2 separate regions of the Sus scrofa genome follow, and region 2 is linked to region 1. A link is a contact called in public Hi-C data. All regions are on one chromosome and are shown on one strand. The core of a region is the stretch at or near the end of the contact, and the rest is flanking DNA. Distances in the headings are between cores, read along the strand shown.

What was found. Hi-C and Micro-C count contacts between places; a contact is called where the count stands out from the background.
Region 2: a contact with region 1 is called in a Hi-C map of omental adipose tissue, with 1.8 times the contacts expected there. The contact joins two enhancer-like sites. A contact is called at or near these places in 15 of 47 Hi-C or Micro-C datasets (adipocytes, brain, embryonic fibroblasts and 8 more) and 1 of 2 datasets of contacts at active chromatin or transcription factors (skeletal muscle).

The regions. Positions count from the first base shown.
Region 1 is chr9:49,112,740-49,117,370 of Sscrofa11.1, forward strand. It overlaps LOC106504205 (a long non-coding RNA gene), which reads right to left. Exons shown (of 2, transcript XR_002335697.1): 1 at 1-4,631. Among named protein-coding and RNA genes, the nearest start is that of MIR125B-1, 5.5 kb to the left of the region's middle. Within about 2 kb of position 2,257, at least 13 of the 83 cell types and tissues checked have an H3K27ac peak or open chromatin away from gene starts, as enhancers often do. A contact at or near this core is called in omental adipose tissue, where this site is marked.
Region 2 is chr9:49,208,782-49,213,412 of Sscrofa11.1, forward strand. The region is part of intron 3 of LOC102164776; the gene reads right to left. Among named protein-coding and RNA genes, the nearest start is that of MIR100, 53 kb to the left of the region's middle. Within about 2 kb of position 2,815, at least 7 of the 83 cell types and tissues checked have an H3K27ac peak or open chromatin away from gene starts, as enhancers often do. A contact at or near this core is called in omental adipose tissue, where this site is marked.

The DNA.
Region 1 (4,631 bases), core at 1,007-3,506:
GCCAGCTGCACTTGGTTTTTGTGGCTAGAATCATGCAAACAACAGGCTGTACCGTGTTAGATATAACGGCAGTTCTGTAGAGAGCAAGGGGGGAGGGAAGGAGGGAGGGAGCTGAGGTTACAGGTTTCTTCCAAGTCGATGTTTTTAAAGGTAGCTTCTTTGTGCTCAACTCAGATATTGTGCTTTGTCTCTGACTGTGAGACCTGCAGAAGCAGGGCTGGATGCCAAGGAAAAGGAGAAGAAAAAGCACAAATGAGAAGGAGATGCAGAGAGAGGAAGAAGGGAGAGGGAAGAGAGGAAAGCAGAACAAATTGAGGCAAAAAGAGAAAGACCTACAATCATAGTGTTGGGTTTCCTGTAATACTTTTTTTTTTTTTCTTTTTCTTTTCTGTCATTATTGGGAAGGAGAAAGAGATGGTTGGCAGGGGCCAGAGACTAGGTTAGAATCTTTTTCAAATTTGGCTAATAGGGTGTTTGCACTAGACTGATGGAGAAAAAGAAACATGCTAGAATAATCATAAAGGGTGGAGCTGTCAAAAAAAATCTTTGACTCACTGGGTGCCTCCCTGTAACACCAAAATGAATCATTCCTAACGAGAAACATCAATTGTCTTAGCGTACTCCTACATGAGGTCCAGATTATGGGAATCAGATTGCACTCATCTTCAAGGAGGAAAGGTAGACAGAGAAGGAAATTTCCAGAGACCCTCCTAAACCTTTATATATTGGCAAGAATGGCTCAGCATGATTTTTCACATGCGAAGCTAGTCTGTCCCCATCTGTATGCACTCTGCTTACTAAGACATACAAATATGTAACTTATAAAAGTTTTGCTATGAACACATCATTTTCTCTATACAACTCAGCGATGTCTTTGGAGGATACTTATTTCAAGCAGTTAACACCTGACCCCAATTTCTGTGGGTAATTAGTGAGCTAGATAACCACACAAAGTGGGTAATTATTTAGTACCCAGGGGTACGCTAGAAGTGGGTAGTGGTTTTGTTAACAAAAGCACATCTCTAATTATTGTATCTATGATGGGTGTTTAAAAAATACCAGTTACTATATCAAGTGAGCCGTGATAAATAAGTGAACTATTTTGCTGTCCTTAGCGCAGATATATATATATATATATATATATATATATATATATATATATATGTTCTATCATGGTTAATAATATTTACTGCTCCTGGATAGAGTGTCATGAAGATTAACTAGTTAACATCTGTAAGACATTCAGAGATGAAATATGCTAAGGAGCTTCTAAATGCAGTATTATTATTGTTATTACTTTGTTGACTAATAATCCCAGGGTAGGGGAAGCTGAGGGAGATTTTGATTGGATGGAAAATATGCTGAGATCACAAATGTGATGAGTTTGATTACGGGGAGTGGTCTCTGACCTGACCGAGTCTAACACAGGCAGTGAGAAAAAAGACAGGTAGATGCTGTTGCCCTGACAGCCGCCTCAGGATGGATCAGAGGAGTGGGGTGAGAGGAGGAGGAGCAGAAGGCGGGAGTCGAGATGGGCTGGGAAGGAAGCTGAATCAGCGAGACCACACCCTTGTTCCGAAGTCTGTCTATCCTTGCCTTTGATGAGCAGCAAATAGGCACAAAACTCCCCAACGAAGACGTCCCTGCCAGTCCTGGGACAAATTCATCATAATTACAATCAATCAGCCAGTTATTTAGTGTTTATTCTGGAGAACCACCATCAGTACAATTTATTTTCACAAATGCAGACACAGTTCAAATATGACCATGTGGAGAAGAGGCGCACACAGATCAACTTCAGATATCTTTAACGCAGGCTATGAGAGGCGACGAAGGAGTGCTTTCTAATTCAATTGCTTTTATGACTCACCCCCAGGAGGGGAAGGAGATATATTATAAATTTTTGCTGAGGAAAAAAAGAGAGGGGAAAGAAAAGGAAAAAAAAAAAAAAAAGAAAAAGAAAGACCTATGCTTTCGGGGGTTCTAATTCTGAAGAGCAACCAAGCCTTGAAAACAAACAACAGCAAGAACTTACTGCTGCTTTCTCTGTGAACGTCCACCTCCTTGAGCCTGGTGTCTGGGGTCTGGCTGAGGCAGGACAGACAAGAGACTTCTGGGCTCCAAATCTTCAAGTAGGCTCACCACATTTTTTCTTTCAAAGCAAGGTTGTCTTGGGGATTAACCCCAGGAGTCTGGGAGATGTGAAGCATGGGGGGTGGTGAGGGAAGGTATGCAAAGATGCTGTACTCAGCCCAGTTCATGGTCTCTAGGGCATAGGAAAGGAAAGGGGCGCCGTAAGACAGCCAATAGGTACCACTGCTGAAACCCTTCCTGGAGAATGGCCTCTGAGACAGGTGCTGAAGCTGTGATCGGAGGCCTGTGGTGTGAGGACTGCATGTTCAGAGTTTGGGAGCAGAGGGAAATTTTCTCCAAAAGCCACCCAAGCCAGGCTTCTGACCTGAAGCCCAGTATTTGTCACCCCCTCTCTGAGCTCAGAACGACAAAAGCTGACTGGCATTCTCCAACCCGCCCAGCTCCTTTCAAACCCACAGACTGTGCCAGACTGGCCCCACCTCCCACTGCAGCAAATTCTCTAGGCCTGCTCCATGCTGAGCTGGAGGGAGCCAGATTTCCGCTTGAATTGCCCTACCTGGCCTTCCCCTCTGCCACTGCCCCAGCTCTTGGTTCTTGGCGGGGTTTCAAAGGCCCAATCAATGGCTTTCCCTCCCCCATCATTGTTTTTTAAACACCTCTAGTTCTCTCTGCCCTCAAGTTTTGTGCCTAAAATCTTTTTATGTCCTAGTTTCTCTCTCCTCTGGCCACCACCATGTCCTTTTTGGGGGGCCCTCTCATTGGACATTTTTTTTCCATATCAAAATATAGTCCTATCTCATGTCTTGGATTGAAAATTCAAAAGCTGCCGCTGGTGTCTCCCCCAGTACCACCCTTTTCTATCCACGTTTACACAGCCAGCGATCCTGGTCATCGCAGGGCACTTCCTGAAAACGCACCTAAAAAGAGCTGAAGCCAGGAGTTCCTGTTGTGGCTCAAGTGTTAATGAACCTGACTTGTATCCATGAGGACAAGGGTTTGATGCCTGGCCTTGCTCAGTGGGTTAAGGATCCGACATTGCCATGAGCTGTGGTGTATAGGTCACAGCTCAGATCCCACATTGCTGTGGCTGTGGTGTAGGCTGGCAGCTACAGCTCCAATTAGATCCCTAGCCTGGGAACCTCCATATGCCTCGGGTGTGGCCCTAATACTAATACTGCGGCCCTCAGTATTTTATGGATGCAAAGAATGAGGTTTGGAGTAGCTAGACTTGCCAGGCTCATGAGTGACACAGCTAGGATTTGAATGTAGGTCTGACACCATAAGCCTGGTGTTTTCATCATTCTTTTCTTTCATTGCTTGGCTCAGTGTAAACGATACTTTCTGTAGTGAGTCCTCGCCAACTAGTCAAGTTTCTCCTTCTTTGTATTTTGCATAGCACCCTATACTTTCGCTCAGCATTTATTCCTTTTTTTCACCTAAATTCATTTTATCCAATAAATATTTACTGAGTCCTTGACGATATGTCAGGCCTTATAGTAAGTGGTGTGACTTCCTTAGTGAGAGGATAGAAGATGCTGTGGTACTGGCCCTAATTAAATATTATGCTGTCTCCACCTCCAAACTCTAAGGCGAATGAAGACAAAGGCTTTGTTGTGGTAACTTTTCTATTCCCAGTACCCAGCACAGCGCCTGGCACATGGCAGGAGCTCACCAAGGAGATTTGAAATTAACTTTTACACTAATGTAAGTGGGATCTTGATAGTAACTTTTGGAGAGAGTGGGATTCATGTCAAAATAACCCTTGAAATAATACTCAGTAAAATGCCACATAAAAGTAGCATTTAATAAATGGTCAATTGCAGCCCATTGTCCATGACTATACCGGGTGAAGGTCCCACCTATACTCATGTTTTGTGTTTCTGAAAAATAGCCAATTGGTTTGTTTTGTCCATTCTAAGAGTTCCAAAGGTGTTTCATTTCTGTTTGAAGCCAGAAGAACTCTGAAATCTCACTGCTCTGGGGATTAGGAGGTAACATCAAGTGATTACATATCCAGGGTAACATGGCCATGAACTGTTCTGAGCTATGTGCAGGGAGAGAGGGCTCTTACACTCTAGAGGGTATGGGAAAGTCCAGATCTGAGATAAGCAACCCAGCTCAGATGCCCTCATTTCAGAAAAGGAGGTTGAGAAGCTAGAAGTAGTCCACGACCATTTGACCTAAAGGCTCCAGGGTTTCATAACATCTTCTAATAAAAAGATAATTCCTTCTTTTGCCTCAGGAAAGACTAGTGAAGTAGGTAGAAGTGGTGTCCCAGGTGGGCCAGCTTCTATGCTGGTCCTCATCCGAGGCAAGGGGAATAGGATGGCATGCAATCTGTCCTTTGACATGCATGTCCTGAGCTTAGACACCACCACTGAATTCGGTCCCAAATATGGGATGGTCTTCACTAGGCTGGAGTAATTCCAATTATATCAGCTCAGAACACAGTTTCTAAAGATGCATCCTTCGGGGCTGGTGTACCCCTCATGAGAAAGCCGGATGGTAAGAGTCTGTCTCCTCCAGCCCATAAACTC
Region 2 (4,631 bases), core at 1,565-4,064, 97 kb after region 1:
GGTATCCAAAGCTCGTGAGGACACAGTGGGCAGGGGCTGCAGAGCAGGAACGTGAGTCAGGTGGTAAGGAAAGCCCTGTTTCCCTTTGTGCTGGCCAGAGAACCCCATTCCGCTCTGGACCCCACACCAGGTGGAATGGAGTATGCCAAAAATAGAGCAACCAAAGAACAGACGAGATCGGAAGCCTGTTGCGAGGAATTTGGAAATGTGGAAATGTTTAGGCAGGTGAAGATACGACTCTGTACAGGAAATAGATCCTGTCCTCAAATCTCCAAAGGGCTCTCACATAGAAAGTGATGGGATTTGCTCTGGGCTTCAGGGAATATGATGGAACCAGTGGGGAGAGACTCCAAAGGGCAACTCTTTGACTCCCAGAAGAAAAACATTCCCCTGATTTCAGTCCAAAATCAGAAGGATCACTTCCATCCAGGAGAAGGTCAGGAGGGCTCTGCTACTGCAAGTCCTTTGGTCAAAGAATGGGTCCAGGCAGGAGGACCTCTGGACTGAAATAAAACACCTGGGGAATCCCTCTTGCTCTGAGAGCATTAGGGTCTCAGAGCAACCTGAGGCACCAAAGGAGAACGTGGACAAAAGGAACAGAAAATCCTCACAGACAGCGTGTAACTCCTATTGAGGGATCTCATGTTCTAATGCCTTCAATGATCACCTAAACCCAGCGTGCGGACACCTTTTCTTCTTTTTTTCCTTTGAATGAAATTGTTTATTTTTCTGTCTCAGGTAACTCCAATATTTAAGCACCTCTCATTAGTATAGTGGAAAACACAAAAGAAAAGGCAACATTCTAATCACTTTAGGGAGACTCTCAGGTTGTTTTTAAAAAGATGCTTAAGAGTTCCCCTTGTGGCTCCATGGGTTAAGAACCCAACAGTATCCATGAGGATGTGGGTTCAATCCCTGGACTCGCTCAGTGGGTTAAGGATCCGGCATTGCCACAAGCTGCAGTGCAGGTTGCAGGTGTGGTTCAGATCTGATGTTGCCATGGCTGTAGTATAGGCTGAAGCTGCAGCTCTGATCTGACCCCTGGCCTGGGAACTTCCCTATGCTATAGGTGAAGCTGTAAAAAGAAAAAAGAAAAAAAAAAAAAAGCTTCGAAGCCATCGTGTTGAAGATCCGCCCCGCCCCATGTCTGAATTCCCTCCTTATCTCCCGTTTTTGTGCTGGCTCCAAAGCTGATCTCACCGTTGACCATTCTAAGAGGGAATTTAGCAAAAATACACACATGTAAAATGCATCAGCAAGACATGGAAACAAACGAAAAGAGAAATGGTATCTTTACTAAGTACTACATCAGAGTATAAAGACAGAAGCTAAAATTAATAAGATTATAAGAAGTCAGATTATGGTAATTTTTTAAACTACCACATCCAGTGTTAGTGGCCACGACTTACAACACAACGGTACTGGTAAAGAGCATAGGTAAAATTCTTGGGTATGTAGAAGGATAGAGGCAGGAGAAGTTAAAAAGGTGAAAGTTACTAATAAGGAAACAAGAAAGCTCTGAGCTTTGCGGGGTGGTGTGTGGTGTCCGATTTGCCCAATGGAGGCCAGGGCAGAGTTGTTAAAACAAGTGCCAAGCAGGCAAGGGTGGCAGACAAGAGAAATGGAGTATTCAAGAATGGACCTCTGATTGAGCAGAGAGAATAGGGGGGCTTAAGGGGAGGAGGGAAAAGACCCAGAGTTTCCGGATGGAGAAAAAGGAAAAGGGAATTCAGACGGAAGGAGCAGTGAGGAGAGAGCCCTCGGGAGGATCCAAGGCAGCTTGGATGTTTCCAAAAACCTGCCTGGGGTCTCGAGAGATGGTGAGAGGGGATAAGGGTACATGTTGAGGGGAAGGAAGAGATAAAGCCCCGAAAGATCTCCTGAGTGGAAAGACACGGAGAGGAAGCTAAATGTGGCTGAAGACTTAGCTTCTTCCTGGCTACAAAAGATCGTTAATCCATCAGAAAAATTTGAATCTGCCAAGTGTTGATGGACCACCTCCTATGTGCTCAGACATGTAATAAAGAGAAATCAGAGTATCAGTAAAAAAAAAAAAAAAAAAAAAATCCTGCTAAAGAATGTCCCGCAGTGGTCTTAAGGACTATCAGTCAATCAACAACCACTGATTTTGTAACTACCACGGCTGAGGGTCATGGTTAGCACGAGCTATACTGTTGGGATCACCCAGCCCATCCACATGGAGGTCATAAATAGGGAGGGGAGCAGACAGCAGCCAAATGAAAACTGCTACCACGAATAATAGGATGCTGCAGAGAAAGATGACACACAAAAGAGGGTTCCTGGTTTTTACATTTCTCACAGAAAAGAGATGGGAGAAGCCACAGAGAGGCAGGAGGAGTCAGGCCATGGCAAGTTCCTCCCTGGCCTGAGGCCGGCAGAGAGCATCCCTGTCAGCCTTTCAGGGTCCAGAGCCCAGCGAAGGACTTCAAGGGCAGTTGGGAAGGAGCCAGTCTGGGCCAGAAACTGGCTTCAGTTGTCAGGGAAATCCCAAGGCTCACAGCGGAAGGAGGAAGCCTTCTGCCTGAGTTCCTTCCCCTTGAGACACCCCCCTCACCCTGCCTGGTGACCAATTTGGCCCATGTGGCCCACAGCCACGGGCGAAAACCATCTCTAAGGAGCCCCTCTAATCTCGCCAATATTCTGTTTGCTTTGCTTTTCTACTTGGGTTCCAGATGAGCCTGTCCACCCTAAACCCTGGTTTCAGGGAAGCATTTGCATTTTCCCTGGCACAGGTACAGCTTGCTGCATTCTTTCAGGCCAGGCCAATCACAACAGGCCCCAAGAGTGCTGAGCCAAGCAGTTTCTTTGGGGATCTGCTTACATTCCCTCCCTGAAAAGAGCAGGGGGCCGCTCCATGCAGGCTCTGTGCACAAAAAGTGCACGCTCCACTTTTAAGGTGGAGCAGGCACCGGAGGCTTTTACCAAAGTGGGGGATGAAGCACAACCAACTTTTGCTTGGGTTGTTTGATTTGGTTTCATTCCATTTACGAGGATGGACAAGATGGCTTGGAGTCGGCTCCCTTGAAGACGGTCTGAAGAAAGGGCTCGGGAAACTTCTAGTGTAAGGACCCATGGGGTCCCATGTTGACAGAAGAAGTTGTAGGTCTCAATATCCTCATTCCTGAACTTCCACTTGGTTCAGGATTCAATATCTGCAATTACATTCTTATCAGCTGTGGCTTTGGGAAGAGGTGCAGTCAGACTATAGATGGGTTGATTTTTTTTTTTTTTTTTTTTTTTTTTTTTTTTTTTTTTTTAGTAACCATGAAGTGATGTTTGGGCAGACATAACCCACTTCCCTAAGGGCTTCCTCCAAATGATGACTTTTCAGTATGTCTCTCCCCGTTGATTTCCTATCACTCCATCATCAGAATGTATAACGTCCCCAGGTAGCCCCGGCTGAGGCAAAAACATAGACGGGTATCTTAACAGGACCTTGTCGAGCAGCCGCACGGCCAGTCTGGAATTCAAAATTATGCGTGAATCGTTTGCAAAGCATGTGAGCCATGTGCCGATCATTGAGGACTGACTATTCTGAGAGATGCTGGGCTGAGGTTCGCCCGACAGCCTTGCAGTAACAAGAAAAGGCTCATAGAAGCGTGTCCTCAATCCTTGGCATCAAAGCACGGCTAAGGCCACAGCGCTGCAAGTTCATGCTTGGAGTCTGGGTATTCTTCACACGGGGCAAACAAGGTCTCTTGCAGAGGGAAATGTGAACCCCTTCACGCGGGGCAGGATGATCCGCACACACCCAGAGATACCTAGAGCTGTCATCCAGTGCTGAGCTTTCCCACTCGGGTGCAAACCGCAGAGTTCCCCGGGGTCAAACCTGCTATTTTTAACTAAGAAGACAAAGAAATCAGGGCATGGCTCATCGGCAGCTGGGTTAATAAATTCTAGGAACCTAAGCTGGCTTCTATGACTTGATCAAAAAGCCTGGCATTATGAGCAAGAGGGCTGATAGCAACAAGCCTTCTCAGAATGGGCTCATCCAAGGGCCCGCTTCGCCCTTTGATCCAGAAGCTCTCCAGCAGTTTCCAGCCACCGAGGGGACCTGCCAATCAGAGGTAACCCCACCTGCATGCTTTAGAGGAAAATTTACAAACTGAAGTTCACCTGACCTAACGACAGGGATGCTTGGTTTTCCTGGAGCAACTAATGAATGGTGGGCATTGGCATTTCGAACCAAGAAAAGAAAGGACATCTTAGGCCAGAAGTAGCCGCCATGTGGGAAACCAAATCGGGTTGTGAGAAGAGTCCCATTTCCTGCTCATAACTAAGACTACAGCCTGACCCTCCAGAGCTGCTCATCTTCAGGGGATTTCACGGGTCCTTGGCCAGAGACCAACCTGGATCAGAAGAGGAAACCCCCTGGGCCCTGCTTTTACAGAAACAGCTTTAGTCATCGGGCTTTGCTTATTGAAAGAGTATCCTTTCTTGTCCTGGAGCCAAGGTAAAAGAATATGCTGCCAGGTTATCTGAGAGGCCCACAGGGAGATGCCAGTGAGACAAGCCCTATGGTCCCATACTACCTTCTCTCATGGGGACGGCCAAGAAGACGCCATCTTCGCCACACTCCCCAGTGCCTACTGTCTGCAAGAGGTGTGACA